Regions from separate parts of the Anas platyrhynchos genome. Here region 1 is linked to region 2. Evidence: chromatin contacts called from public Hi-C data. All regions are on one chromosome and are shown on one strand. Each heading gives the region's core, a stretch centred on a gene start, on an enhancer-like site or on the middle of the called end of the contact. The rest is flanking DNA. Distances are from core to core; before and after follow the strand shown. Region 1 overlaps LOC106020281 (a long non-coding RNA gene). Region 2 overlaps RPS6KA3 (ribosomal protein S6 kinase A3).

The links. Hi-C and Micro-C count contacts between places; a contact is called where the count stands out from the background.
Region 1: a Hi-C map of liver shows a contact between it and region 2, with 1.7 times the contacts expected there. The contact joins two enhancer-like sites. A contact is called at or near these places in 2 of 8 Hi-C or Micro-C datasets (liver and subcutaneous adipose tissue).

What each region holds. Positions count from the first base shown.
Region 1 is chr1:114,964,306-114,971,768 of IASCAAS_PekinDuck_T2T, forward strand. LOC106020281 (a long non-coding RNA gene) reads left to right here. Exons shown (of 5, transcript XR_011804726.1): 1 at 1-202. Among named protein-coding and RNA genes, the nearest start is that of RPS6KA3, 4.5 kb to the left of the region's middle. Within about 2 kb of position 4,341, at least 1 of the 8 cell types and tissues checked has an H3K27ac peak or open chromatin away from gene starts, as enhancers often do.
Region 2 is chr1:114,907,581-114,915,047 of IASCAAS_PekinDuck_T2T, forward strand. RPS6KA3 (ribosomal protein S6 kinase A3) reads right to left here. Exons shown (of 22, transcript XM_038167731.2): 10 at 6,021-6,091; 11 at 2,179-2,267; 12 at 1,851-1,915; 13 at 1,645-1,747; 14 at 1,082-1,206. Among named protein-coding and RNA genes, the nearest start is that of RPS6KA3, 52 kb to the right of the region's middle. Within about 2 kb of position 3,586, at least 2 of the 8 cell types and tissues checked have an H3K27ac peak or open chromatin away from gene starts, as enhancers often do.

The DNA.
Region 1 (7,463 bases), core at 3,091-5,590, 57 kb after region 2:
AGATAGTTTGGCTGACGCAGAAGAATCCTTGAAACATTAGACCGGCGACTGAGGAGGGGTACGGATGTCAAACATCTTGTTATCAAAGCCAGAGCTTTCAGAGCAGTGTTTGAGAGGGCTACATCATTCTGAACAGCCCCTGCTGTACCAAAGCATGTCCGGATTTTACAGATAACTTGTGCTGTTCCATCTTTGATAGCAGGTAAAATCCTTTTTTTTTTTTTTTCTCCTTTTTCTGGTGTGTGTGCGTGTGGCATGGCTAGAGTGCTGGTAGTTAAAAATCAGTTTGTCTGTGTGTGCACAAATGCATGTCCTGTCCACGCACACGTCACTGTGGTGAACACAGGCTACTTCCGTTCCTGCTGGGTAGCATTTTTTTCATCCCACTTTATATTCATGTGAGCGTAAATATCTGCCTACAAAGAGGTACGAAGGAGTAGTTGGGGAGTTGCTCATGGTGAATCAGGCTTCAGCTGAGAGGCTTTCATGTCTGGAGTAAAAGGTCAGAGTTGAACGATCCCTTTAAGCCTTCGCTACTGCCAGGAGAAGCAGCTGTGCCCTCCCCTTGCTCACTGCCTGTTCACTTGCATCACCCTCCCCTTTGAAGTGGTGCAATTACTTGTGCTGCCACGTGGTGAGTTAGACCGGGGAGTAGATCTAGGTAAAATCTAATTCTACCGTTTTTGTCTTCTCTGCTGTCCTCAAGCAACAAAACAAACACGCAAAACAAACAAAACCACCACCACAGCAAAGCAACAACAAAACAACTAAAATCAACCCCAAAACAAATAAAACCAAAACAAACAAACAAAAAACTTACAACACAACCCTATTGAAATTTGAGTTAAAGGTTGAAGAGAATTCAGGATGGCTTCCTTCAAAAACACGGGCAATTTGTAAAACGCTGGCCAGTTGTTTGTTTGAAATTTAGAGCGAGGTAACAAAAAAATGGACAATTAAGTCGTGCTTGGCAGCCTTCAAGCTTAGCCTAACAGCAAGGACTGACTTTTTTTTTTTTTTGGTAGTTTCATTAGCACCAGGTCACTTTAGTCTCAAGGTGGCTTCTGGAACTCTGAATAGAAAGCTCATATTCACAGCAGCCATACAGCATTTGACACACAAATAAGGAAATACGGATTTTTGAATTCATGTAAAAGTCCATGAAGAAAAAAAAATTCCCTACATCCTTCTGGAAACACAATTTCTGTTCCTTCAGAGGCATAACTCACTTTACTCTCATTGTTTCGTACCTGCATCAACTACACAGTCAGGTACATACATCTGAGGCTTGCTGTTAAAGAATCTGGTCACCTGGAAGGTGGCAACCAAAACAGAAAAAGATATTAACAAAGCTTTTGTTTAACATAATTCAAGCAATCCCTCTTTATGTGGAGATTTTTTTTCCTCTAAATTAAAGTTTCCATGATCTCCTCTTTTCCTTTCATATTTGTCTATTCCTTTCCTGCCATAGGTACCTGTTCTGAATTACTTATTTGAATTTGAAACTCTTTTTAGAAGGAGATTAGGTGTTACATTTCAGGTGTTACTCTAAATTTTGTATGTTGGTCATTTTCTGTCTTTCCATGTATGCAGTCATCAAACCCAGAAAAAACAAGGGCAAAGATCTTATGTGGTAGCATATAAGAGGACTGCAAACAGTAGAAATCTGACCTTTTCTCAGGCACAGAAGTGCAGAGGGTAGGCAGAATTATGCCCTTTCATTGTTTGGGGGGTTGAGTATTATCACACCACACATCTAAATTTTATAAGGGAAGAAGTTGCATTTGGATTTTTATACGGGCTGCCTTGCAAGAACAGACTTCAGGGCAAAAAAACTATCTTGAAATTTTCTCCACGGGAAGAGAAACATACCAGTTAATCTCTGGGAGATGTAGGGCATTCCGTCTTTCAGATCCTGCTAGACTCAGAGTTGGATTGTCCTCACAGTGAGAAGTAAGATACTGAAGGTATTTTGCCTCGAGACAGCAGCTCCTATGTTTCATTCCTTTTGTCTCAGGCCAAAGCAAGATCTTTGTTTCACCCATGGCAGCAGACCTTTCCTTTTAACTTCATTTCCTTTAAGCACAGCTATCACCACTTGAATGTAGTCACTGCTATTAACTCTGTCACCAGACTCAGCAAGGGTTGGTTTCACCTTTGCATAAGTGGTTGCAATAATTTTGCATCCACACAGATGTTATACATGCATTGCACCCGAAAAAGTGATCACATTCATTAGGAAGAAGTAGCATATGGCACTGAAATTACAGTACTGTATAAAATCTTGTTAACCTGTCAACATATGAATTAAGTGAGCTTCACAAGCTGCACTTTTTTTTTTTTTTAATATTCTAGCAAATCTAAAATCAAACCATATTGAAAGGGGAGATATTACTTGTGAGTCGTAGAAATTGGGGAACTTTGCTTATTTGCAGTGGCATCTAATGCATCTACTTCCTCTTTGTATTTAAGGCAAAATTCATGGCAAAGTTAGTAAATCACCATAGTCATACCACCAGAAGAACAATTAGTAAGTATAAAAAAGGTTTAGTTTGCTAGTATTGCTATAAGAGTAGTAATTGGAAGCTAGAACTTCCATTTTTAAAATACGAAGAAAAGGGAGGGAATTGCATAGCAAACTGAAATTATGGCAACAAAAACCACAAATTCCACACTCATATAGGTGTAGTGTATTAGGTGTGAATTATTGTGCAGTATGTTCTGATTACAGCGAATAGAATATGAAAGGGTAAATGCGTTCTGAAAGTGCAAATTGAAATTCAGTTGTAGGTATTATGATCATAGTACTGAGGCATATAATTTGAATTTAATGCACAAAAATACACAGAAGTTACTGTTCAAATTTACATGTAAAAAACATCAGAGGAGTTAAAGAGAAAATCAGTACAATTTGTTTGTTTAGCTAGCAGAGGCAGAGTCTCTTGCTCTCGGGACACCTGAATTCAGTTCCTAGCAGATCACAAAGGACAATTGTGTAATTTGGTAAGTCACTTAATATAGATGAGATTCATCTAAGGACGCTTAATCTTTCTTAATGATGTTTTCAAAAGAGTGAAGAGGCCTTGATTGGGGAAGAGTAAATACATCCTGCCAGAATAGAATAAGGAAGCCTTAGTGGTAATTAGAACTGGTTGCTCTGTGCTTTGGATGCAAATAGAAGGAACGTCTCCTTAACCTCATTGGGATATTGAAAGCATGGTTTCATTGATGTTTGGAGAGCTGATGAAGACCAGGGAGAGAAACAAAGTGCTGAAAGAAGTTCCCAGCTGGTGTGAGTTGCTGTAGCAGAGGCACCAGAAGTCATGTAGTCTGCCCCCATATGTATAGAATCATCTATGTAAACCAGGGTTACGGAGAGTTATAACAGAATTAAAAAGGAAAAAACTGAAGTGAACAACTGTTGTGGATAAAGACCTGACCTGGCCTTTCAAAAAAAAAAAAAAAAAATAATCTGCTGAAGGGTGCTTTTGCTGTTACAGACCCCTGGATGATGGAATCGTACTGGAATGCAAACATTTCCTACAATTTCCTCTGGCAGGCTTTTCTTTGAAGTTCTGATCCTGCAAATGTAGTAGAAGATACAATAATGCCAATAAGAATACTTCTAAATCCTACCTATATTAGGGATGTGGTATCTGACTCACCACTTAAAACTCTAGCTTGTCTGTGTATGCATATGTATGTTTGTTTATATCACAGTACACTGGTATCACAAGAGTAAAGCATAATGGATCAGACTTCATGGTATTGCTGATCTGAGTTTTATCTGTGGTTACAGTACTAGCAGGAAATATTGTGCCTGTGGTTTCTATATCCTGAGTGGAAATGTGGAATTCAATAAAATACGGTCTCATTACCTGTCTCCAACATATGTTCTCATTTTAGCATTTCTGTACATATGGATAGCTCAGATTTATCTTCCGAGTGACAATGCTTATCCTGTTCACCGCAGAATATGAGAAAGCTTTTGCTGAGCTTCAAAGTCTTGCATGGGAACCTGTTATCAAATACTGAGTTCAAGTTACCACCCTGTTATGGTGGGACGTCGAGAAGAATACCCAAATTCCAGATTCTGTATTTTGACACAAAAAGGAAATGGTACGGTATAAACAAGGATCAGTCTCTGTGGGTCAGGGTTCTGCTGGGTTACATATTACATAGGGTAGCTGTTCACAAGGAAAAAGATACAAAGTTGATGGAAGTAGAATATGAGACTCTATTGTGTTTATACAAGGCTAGTATAACAGTAACAAACTTGTCAGCCTCACAAGTCACTGCTATAAAACACACAAGGCCCAGGGAGGCCACAGTGCTGTACATACACTGCCCGTCTCCTCCCTCCTCCCCCAGACCTAGGAGTTTAAGGATCACATATCCTTCTGTTATTGTTATCAAATTAGGTCTGATTTAAAGAGGCTACTGACAAGAAAAGCACAATTTATCCAGCTCTTCTGTGTTGTAACATTGCTACCTCCATTTCCTGATTTTGTGCTATAGCCCGCTCCCAGTTAAATTGTGTTAATATCCTCCCCCGTTACTGGCTCTCTTCGAAAGCTACCCACCAAATCATCTGCTCTAACGATCTAACTCTTTGCTTCCTTTTATAGATTATCCAGTGTCTCTTAGCCAAGAATCCCTCTTAGATCCAGAAAGCTTTATTTTCTCTTTCCTGCCCCTTAATTATACACAAAAGGATTCTCCTGACTGAGCTAACATCTATCCTTTATCATGTTGAACAACACCTGATCCTCATTCCCAGCAGTCTGCTAATCTCTTCTGGAATACCTCCTGTTAAAGTGATCAGATATACACATACAGTTTTCTACCCCTGTTTCTTTGCAACAGTAAAAGGTCTGCGTGCTTCCTCTGGATGGTTCACTCACTCTTTCACCAGCATCTCACAGTTGTGCCTCGTCTTTTTCCCTGTAGAAAACCAAGCAGTGCCTTTCTGAGGGGGGCCCAGGTCTGTAGCCAGACATCTTGTCCATAAATCCTCTCCAGTACAAAAATAAGACCTGCAACATCATCAAATGTAAATCACCAGGGGTTGTCATGGTACCTGGTGTACAGTACGTAGTATTTTTCCCACCTGCTTCTATGGTGTCTCCCGTTCTCTTGCACCTGGGAGCTCCTGCTGTGAGCCCCAGCCTCGCTGTAATTCAGAAATGTGACTGATTCACTCCCATACCTAGTTGATGTGTCTTCTGTGAATAAGAAATGTCACTGATGACTGACTTACCCCGAAGTGTTTTTTCACTACTCACAACCCAACTAGGGGCTGGCAAACTCCAAACAGTGCAGGCACTTCTCCTTCCAGCAGGATTATGGGCCCCTTGGGTGATTTACTGATGTAAAGGGCAGATGCCTACTCTGAATATGGACATTTTAGACCTCCAGCAGTAGCTTCAGGACCTCGTGATGAGGCAGTCCCACAGTGAGTACTCATTTCCATCACCCAAAACCAGAGTTTACTGAAAGAGAGGAATGAATGTGACGGAAATCATCTCGATTTCTGGAAGGACTGAAGAGAAGCATATTGTCTGAAACATCCTTGTCCCCCTCATGGGTTACACACTTTGTCCCTGCTGTGTTGACCCACTTTGCCCTTTCTGATGGAGCAAAGACTTGCTCCAGAATCACTGCCTTGCCAAAAGGAGTAGCAAGATGAGGAGACATCAACATTTATGCAGTGTTGCAAAGCAGCTGATTGCTGCGTTTTTTGATGTGGTCCCTTATTTGGAGCTGCGGTGTTGCAAAAATGTATGCATGCAACAGATGAGTCAGAAACTATAAAGTCTGTGCTGTTTGAGCTGTAAAAGGTTCTGAGTTACGGTGTGCTTAAGCTAATAAGTGGTATGGACTTGACCTACTCCTAGATCACACAAGATATTTCAGGTGGAGGAGGGGAGGCTGTGGAAGTTTTTTGACTTGTTGGTCATTCCAGTAAGTGAAAACGAAGGTAGAGCAGTATGTAGGAGGAAACAGAAAAGGGATGCTGAGAATAGGTGAGGGCTGTTTAAACAGGGAAGAGGAGAAATCCAAAACAATTCTAGAGATCATGTAAGGATCATTCGTGCCTTGAAAATTAATAGCCAGGTAATTCTATATACGAATTTTTGTGTCAGTATTTAGTGAATCACAGGAAATTGGAAATGCTGATGTGTTAACAGTGATAAACCATAGAGAAGCTCTGAGCAGTTGTAGAGATATGCCAATGTTTTCTTTTTTAGAGCCACTTGATACAAGATTAATGAAGCAAACATCCATTCAGTGTCTCATTAAATCAATTACACCCAGATAAAATGTCCAGTGGCTTCAGCTAAATGTTTGCAGTAAGAAGCAAATTTTCAGCCATCAGTGGGCCTACAAGTTAATAGAGTCTTTGGTATTAAATCACCACAGACAGTAGAAGGGATTAAGCAGGTTGTCAGGATCATATTCCTCCCCTACCGATTCACTTGTAGCAAAAATGAAACTTTGTCTGGCTTCAAAGAAGCTATTTAAAAAAAAAAAAAAATCACAATTTTCAGGAAGGAATGACGTTATTTTGCCTGCTTTAGCCGAATGAATGCCTCTGTGCTGTGCACAAATGAGCTGCTTGCCCTAGTTGAATAAAAACTACGACAAGGGCTTTGATCAGTGTTGACAGTGTTCCTGCAGTATTTCAGTGTCTCATTCCTTTGTGCTTTCTAGAACCACTACTAATGACGTTGGTTAAGAGAGACTGCAAATTGCAATAAGATGGCCATCTCCAGAGAGCGCTGAATTAGTCTGTTGCAAGGATTCTTTAATTATTAATGTCATTGCTACAGATTTTTTTTTTTTGTTTTAATAGTTTCTAAAGACAAAGAGATCCTTTATGAGCTCCTTAAAAGAACCACTTGTCTATATTACAAAATTTGTCCACTTTAGTCCACAAAAACTCCTTTTACATTAGTGACACACCAATGCTCTTGTTTAAAGGGTTACATTCCACACTGAGTTTATTTTTCCTTGGAGACAAGCAGGAAATCTGTCACTAATTTCCTTCCAGCCAGCTCTGACTGCCTTTTCTCAGTCCTCTTAATCCTCTGCAAATTTCTCCCATTTTATCTTCTGAGTACAGTCCTGGTTCTCTTAACTTCACTCTTGCGTTCCTCTTGAGGTATTCTTCATCCCTCATAGGCAGCCCCAAGTTGGCACTTGGCAGAAGAAGCAGATCACCTGCTCTCCCTGTTCACCCACCCACCTTGTGCACATCTATTTCCTCACATAGCACATTACTCTTTCCTTGTCCAGTCATCCTTATTCTCGCCTCATTGCATGCAGTGTCCAAAACTTTGTTTCCCCTTTTCCCACCCAAACACTTTCTTTTAATAACTTCCCACCTGCCGTACAAGAAACCTCTCTAATCCTCATTGTCAAGTCATCAGCTTCTCATTAAGTCGTGTGCCTTCATGAGC
Region 2 (7,467 bases), core at 2,336-4,835:
AAAAACACAAAAACTCCTCACACACTTACAAAACATCCTTGCAGTGAAACTACAAGGAAATCTAATCATACAGTATACTATTATATTCCTACCTATACACCATTAAGAAGTTTTCACCACAATTTAGACTACCAGTTGGTTTTCATGACTTAGTCTTCCTCAGTAGTCAGGTATTAAAAGCAGAAAAACGAGGTGGAAATAGAATTTTTACAGAGGTATTTCATTTCCCTCCCCCCCCTTACATGCATCTACTTTTGTTCTGCTTACTGCAAACTCTCCACTGCTGAAACACGCTTTTAAAATGACCTCAGTCTTATATGGAGTCAAGGCATGCCTCTCCCCTATTCTAGCATGAAGTCACCCTTTCTTGTCTCACACAGGATTGTGCCTAACCAAAGCTTTGTTGTTTAAAAATAAGCAGCATCAGAAGTAATGGAACGTATAAAAATAGTGACACTTCAGGTTATTAAAATTAACAACCTCACAATAATTAATATGGGAAACCATTCTATACCAGTAGGAAGCCAAAGCTTGTGTGTACTTTAACACTGACTTACACGAAGCAAAAATAGCCACCAAATGTCACAGATTAGCACTTAAAATAAAAAAGTACCTCAGGAGAGACTGAATATAACCATAGTTCTAAAATACATAGCAGTCTAATAACATTCAGAGAGACTTTACAGTTGTGTTACAGTGCTTCCTACCTGCACTGCCAGAACCAATATTGTGGGGCGTAGGGGAAAGCGATCAAGATGTCTGTATTCCCCTTTGGCTTATAGTAATGGCTAGATATTAAAGAGCAATTACAATTCAGATGACAGAATGTTTAGAATGTTTTCATTTAAAGGGTTGAAGACCGTTCACACTCACAGCTGTGGAGTAATGAAATAGGTCCTGCACCTTTAGAAATCTTGTTCAGAAAAATAATCCAATCCTTGCTTTTACTGAATAAAAAGCTGATAATGACTTTGTCATGACATTTTATGATGAAGGTAAAACCCCCTCCACCGAGAGACAGTAACACTGCTTTATTAACTTTTTAATATGTTTATTTTATTGCTAAATTTGATGTACTCACCTGGACAATTGAATGCACTCCAACTGTCTGCATTGATTGGCTTTCATCATCTGATGCAATAGCTACAAAACTAAATCCACGAAAAAGTTGATGTGCATTAGCACTAGGTGGAATACCAGGCGAATCTGAAAAACATGTCATCTACTTACAAGCACAGTTTTTAAAATGAAGAGATTATGTCTATTCTGAAGAGTAAAATACAACCTTATTCTATAAAGCACACAAACTAGAATTTGTAGAAAGTTTTTCTCAGGCCCAAAATACAGGTAAGTACTGAATTGTTTTGCATATGCCATGCATAAACACCACTGATAACTAGCTGCTACAAAGATCATATTATTGTCAGAATATTTTGTAAGTTAAAAACTGCAGAAAATCTGCAGAAAGTGTTTACATATACTAGCGTATGGATGAGCATATTGTTGTTATGTTTATGGAGGAGTAGTAGTACTCAGATTTGGTAACTCCCCATCAACACCTACAAGAACAAGATGCTTTACATAAGTTGAAGAGGAACAATGTTTCTAATTTCTGAACACATGGATTGGTTCTTCTCTTTTTACCTTTTGGAGTTTTAGCTGTAAACTCAGGATCAAAATAAAATGTATCTTCTGGTCTGCCAGTTGCAGGTTTAAAAGGAGGATGAATTTCTCTCCTGTACAATTTCTATGGAGAAAAATAGCCCAGAATGGATTAAAAAGTTGTATGACACCACCAAATACTTTCTAATTAAGAAGCTTATTAATTTTACTTTGAATTAGATACTCACATTCCAATCTATTTTGGAAAAAAATGGATGTCTCTTAATTTCTTCAACTCCATCTGGACCTGCTCCTTTTATAAGGAAGAAGTGATTTTCTTAGTCAAAAAGAATTACTAGCAAAATTATTATTTCTTATTACTACTTCATTAATTTTAGAAACATGAATAGCAAAAACAGTAATATTCTGTGATCATTAGAAGAGCAAACAGTCAAACTATGTTCTTGCTTCAAAGCCTGTTTTAGACGTGAAATTGCAAACTTATTTAGTCAATCTAATGTCATTCATGTTATCAGAATTATGATCCAATTTAAAATATTCTATTAAAAACTTTACCTAATCTGTTTGCTGGGTTTCTTTTGAAGAGCATTCGCAGAAGACTCTGTGCTTCGGGACTCAAAAACTGGGGCATTCCAAGTTTCGCCCTATAAAACAAAAATAATTAATAGCATACAAACATATTAAGGTAAGAATTAACTTTGCACTTCTCCTGCCCTTTGTCATTCAACAAATCCAAATCACAAAAAATAGCATCACTGAGAAATTGCCTTCAGACATCAGAAACAGGGTAAAAGTGCTGTCAGTCATGTAAACCTGTAATTTCATTTTTTTTTTCCATTTTGTGTAGTATAATGTTTTCAGTAATGACTTGGGAACTTACACAGAGGATGTAAAATGTTAAAAAAGAGGTAAAAAAAAAAAAAGTGGTAGAAAATAATAGTTACAGGATAACAGTTTACAAACTCGTATTTTTTGTAATCCATTTTGATTGCAGTTTTAAACAAGTGACATCAAGCAAGCAGATCCATTTGACGGTATGATAAAAACATATCTTAGAAGGTGTAAGAAAAGCACCATGTATGACATATACCAAGAACACCTGGGCAAAACAATGGAAAACTTGAAGATACAAATTGAATAAAGGTAGGACAGATCTTGCAAGATGAGCAGGTAAAAAGAGAAAGATCTTTTTTTTTTTTTTTTTTTTAACCCCCCCCCCCATTCTCCATTTCATTTCAAACACTACTTTGCAGCTTGCCAGGCTTGAATTTCAGATTTTAGGTTTTGTTAGTTGCCATTTCATTTTGAAATCCTCACCCTTCCCCCCCCCCTTCGTTTAATAGCTTCTACAGTAATTTCATTGCTACTAGGGTTTCATTTTTTTTCCCTTATAACCATTTTCTAATGGTCAGGATGGATATAATTCCCTCCTTTCCATCTTTTGTTCAACCTTTAGCTTATACTTGTAACAATCCACAACAAAAGCTTTCTCTGCATTTCAAGCAGACATGCTTTGCCTTGCATTCCAGCCATTTGTAGAAGTCCACCTTTGTCACTTCAGCAACTACATCCTTACTGCCATCAATTCACTCTTCATTGCTTCAAAAAACTAATTTATTATTATTTTTTTAAATTCCCTTCTGCATGAAAGTATTGGGGAAGAAAAAAAACACGTTGCCTTTTTTGGGCGCTTCACTACAGGCAGATCAAGATCACCTGTACAATGGTGGAAGCCAACCAGCATTTCCCTGATTGCCATGCACCTTTAGCAGGGGAATTCTTATTCATGCACTTTATATGCATTTATTTCATTGCACTTAACATCATTCCTACTCACAGCAAAGTAGCTGAGAGCTATACTGTAGGAAGGAAGCAAGGAACACATTGTCTGCAGATGCGTAATGGTATCTATCGTTTGTAGCAAAACAATGTTTCTGAAGGACAGAGAACAGAACTGAATACCACAGAACCCTGCCAGGGTGGGTGGAAATCTTTGCCCTGATATTATAATCCGAAACACCTCCAACAGTTGTGCTGGCCGTTAAGTACTTTGAAAAAAAATCTAAAACCTGGCAAAATATAAACCACAATTAATCTTAGAGAAGTAACTCTATAAACGAAGGTAGAACACAAGGAATTGCTAGATGAATGCTATGTACCCCAATCTATAGCGCAGTGAGTCAGAGGACCTCATGTAAACCAGAGACTAAGACTTATCACATCCTTTCCATCATGAATCACTTTTCACAAAATCCTTTAGTGGCCACTTGACACAGCAGAAAGAAAAAGCAGTCCCCAGGTTCTGAGAGTTCCTAGGTTATAAACTACATGAGTGACAGCATTTTTTTCTGACATTCCTGATGGACAAAGACCAAATTTTATATGAAGGCATACCTTCAGTAAAGGAAACAAGATGCTTAGAAAAGTTAACTTTATTGCTGCCAACTATGCTTCCCCCCCCCACCAAATTGGAGAGTTTCTCAGTTTTAGGAAAAACACACAAAAATAAAAACTTGTCTCAGCAGCATTGTGAGAAATAAAGAGCCCAGGAAAATGCGTTGTAAAAAGAATGCATTTTTTGTGGATTTTCAGGAACACAAGGTAAGAAAAGCAATATATCTTATATGATACACTATGACAATATGAATTCAGATGCACACCTGTCCATTTTCAATGGTTAAGAAAAAAATAAGGAGAAATACAGTATGTTAACTAATATATGGAAAATAATAAGAAAGCATACTGCCATTCACTAATTCTTATGGGGCCGGACAAAAAATGTGAAAATATCAGAAGACTTTAAGAATCCTTTTTTTTTTTTTTCAGCTGTTAATGTTACCAACAGCAAAACAGATTTGTATGTATGTAATAAGCAGAACTGTATGGAACGTTAAAACACGTACAAATTCTTTCTTCATACCACATTTTTTGTGCAGCTCTATGAAACAAGTAACAATTAGAAAGACCAGAAAGTGAGGAAAAAAAGTTGAAAAAAGCATTAGAGATACACGTTCAGATGAAATCTGAAAGTAATTATGAATGTCAATTAACTTGCAAGGAGGATATTCTACATGGCAGCTGAACACAGAAGATTTTTCTAGCAACAGTGGAAAGACTGAGGAATGGAGTGGACTCACATGAACAATAAAGAGAAAGATATGACTTGAGACATGGACAGAAAAAAATGTATGGCTCCTGAAATAAGTGTGAGTGAACAAAAAGATCAGACTAGTTTCTTGGAAACAGGAGGTGGGCAGAACTAGTTTACACTTGCTGTGAATAGATAGAACCTTTTAGTTAAAGACATTCAATAATCACAACATGAAGATTTGAATTGGCATGGTGTTGAAACAGTAGTAGAAATTAGCACCAGTAAATACATTTACAAATGGAAGATGAGAAAGAAAAGAGAGGGCAAAGAAAAACAATGTGCATGCATCTTGAACTTAAAAATCAAGAAAAAGAAATGAATTTGTTTTCTAGCAGTTTTCACTTTGAAATTACTTAGAAAAAATAAGAAAGAATTTCATATTATTTTTTAAAAATAGATTGTTGGTGCAAAAGAAGCAATAGCTTCAATATATAGGTGGATATGTGGACAAAAGATGGGATAAAACAATGAAAAAGGAAACAAACGAGTAGTCTTATGAGCTTCCAGGAGAAAAAAATAAAACAAGAAGCAGTATTAGTAAGAAATGGTTGGACACAGAAGTGAAATTATGGCACGATAAAACAGAATTGTTTGTACAGAGTTAGGTTACAGTCTTGAAAGTGGGACTATTATGTCATAGGTTTAATTAAGGAGAAAAAGAGCAGGCCTTCATCAGCAAAAACAAGAACGTTAACTGCATGAAGGAAAGTAATTTCCACAATAGAGTTAATGCAAAACCTATACTAGAAATAGTCAAGGGGAAAATTGTAGCTTGGGAAAGTCATAGGAAAGTATGTAAGGGAAGATGCACGTTAGCAAATGGGGAAGTTTCAGGGAAGCAAGTTGTTGGCAGCAGTAGTAATATAAAAAAGTATGGTGAGGAGCTGGTAAGAAAGAAGGATTAAAAGAGAAAGTACTTTCTCAAAAAAACTAAAATGAAACAAGGAAAAAAATGTACAGGGTATCAAAAAGGATAAGAAGGTTAAAGTATTATGGAAATAAGATGGGGAAGATAATATGGTTGGAGAAGTTGTTATTACAGATTAAAGAACTGCTATGAAATTCTTTGTACCTGGTATGGGGGAGGAATAGAAAGGCAAATTAGATAGGCGGCAAAGGAAATTAATAGGGAGTGAGGATTTACCAGTACCTTTGGAAATGAGGGAAGAGTAGAAATTAGATATTGCAGCCCGGAGGGCATCCCTGTAGAATACCTGATGAGATATATAAATAAGAGTGTACTCACTTGAGAATCATAGTCATGGTTTCTTTTCTGTCTTTCCCTTGGAAAGGTAGAGTACCAGTGAGCATTTCAAACTGTATAGAGTAAAACTTTCATCAATTACATTACCTGGACAAAATCTAATTTTTGACAAAACTACTTAGCATCTTAACCTTCCAAAATTCATGCATGTTAACAATCAAGTCTGTGCAAAACAACTTCTCATTGTACAGCTTAAATTACTATGAACATTGAGCAGCCTCTGCCATTTTAACGCTGCAAAATATTTTCCTATATTAATACCTTGCTTCACATGCTTTCATCTAAACAATTTAGACTACAATCTGTGCATCATTTCTGCCTAAAAAGTCCATTCTTAGAAGACTTGAGCTATACAACTATATTTTAGATTTCAAGAGGGCTGGGGGAGGGAAAGAGGTTCCCCTTTCAAAAGTTAGTGATAATTTCTCCTCATGCAGAGATATTAAAAAAGGTCAATGTGTTTAAAATTGGCATGTACATAGCCTTTGTTGGAAAAGGGAAAAAGGTTAGTCGATTGACAAAGACATGCATGATGAAAAGCGGTTACTGTATGCATACAGTGGAAATAGAGTCTGAAGGAACATATAAGCTACACAGTACATTCATGCACATTCTGCAGTGCCTGGCAGAAGGCACTAGACACTGTTAAAATACTGATCTGTTCTGAAAGTGACTGAGTAAAAATAGTAAATATAAAGGAACTTCTGTTGGGCTGCAGTATTCTGCAGGGATTTCACATCTGAGGTACTGAAAGCCATCTGATAGCAGTCATGGCAGCTAACACTGCGGCAAGAATTCTGATTTTTTGGTATAAGAGTTGCAAAACAGTTTAGTTTGATGAAATTTTATGACATACACTTAAAGCTATCACAATTGAAGTAATTATAAAGGAATTCTCTGGACAGCTTATGCAAGGTTAAGTCATCTTGAACGGGAGGTATCCTCTATTCATTATTTTTCTGTTATGATCCAAACGTTCAGTCTTAACAAAATGTAGGTTGACATGACTGTAGTATTATAAACCTAAGAGTGTGAAGTTGAAATAGAAGCATTCTTTAAAAATCCTTTTTAATTAAATACATTTTTAAATTTCTTATTACTTTATAAAGTAATCAGAAGAAAAAGGGCTGCCAACTCTGCACTACTGCTAGACACTTTGTATTGCAATTATTCTTTTCACTCATATACTTGTATTTTATATTTTAAATTTAATATAAAGCCAACATAAAAAAGCATTACTTGAACAGTTCTTACCACAATTGTCAGGAATAGGTACAAGGCTTTAACCAACACTACCAAAAATAATTCACTTTTTGGTTGTATATACTTTAGATTGATCTGCTTCATAAACTATGCTTGCAGATTTTTATTTTTTAAAAGCAGATTTGTTGTGTTACATGTTTTACTTATTTGAAGTGCTCTAGATTAA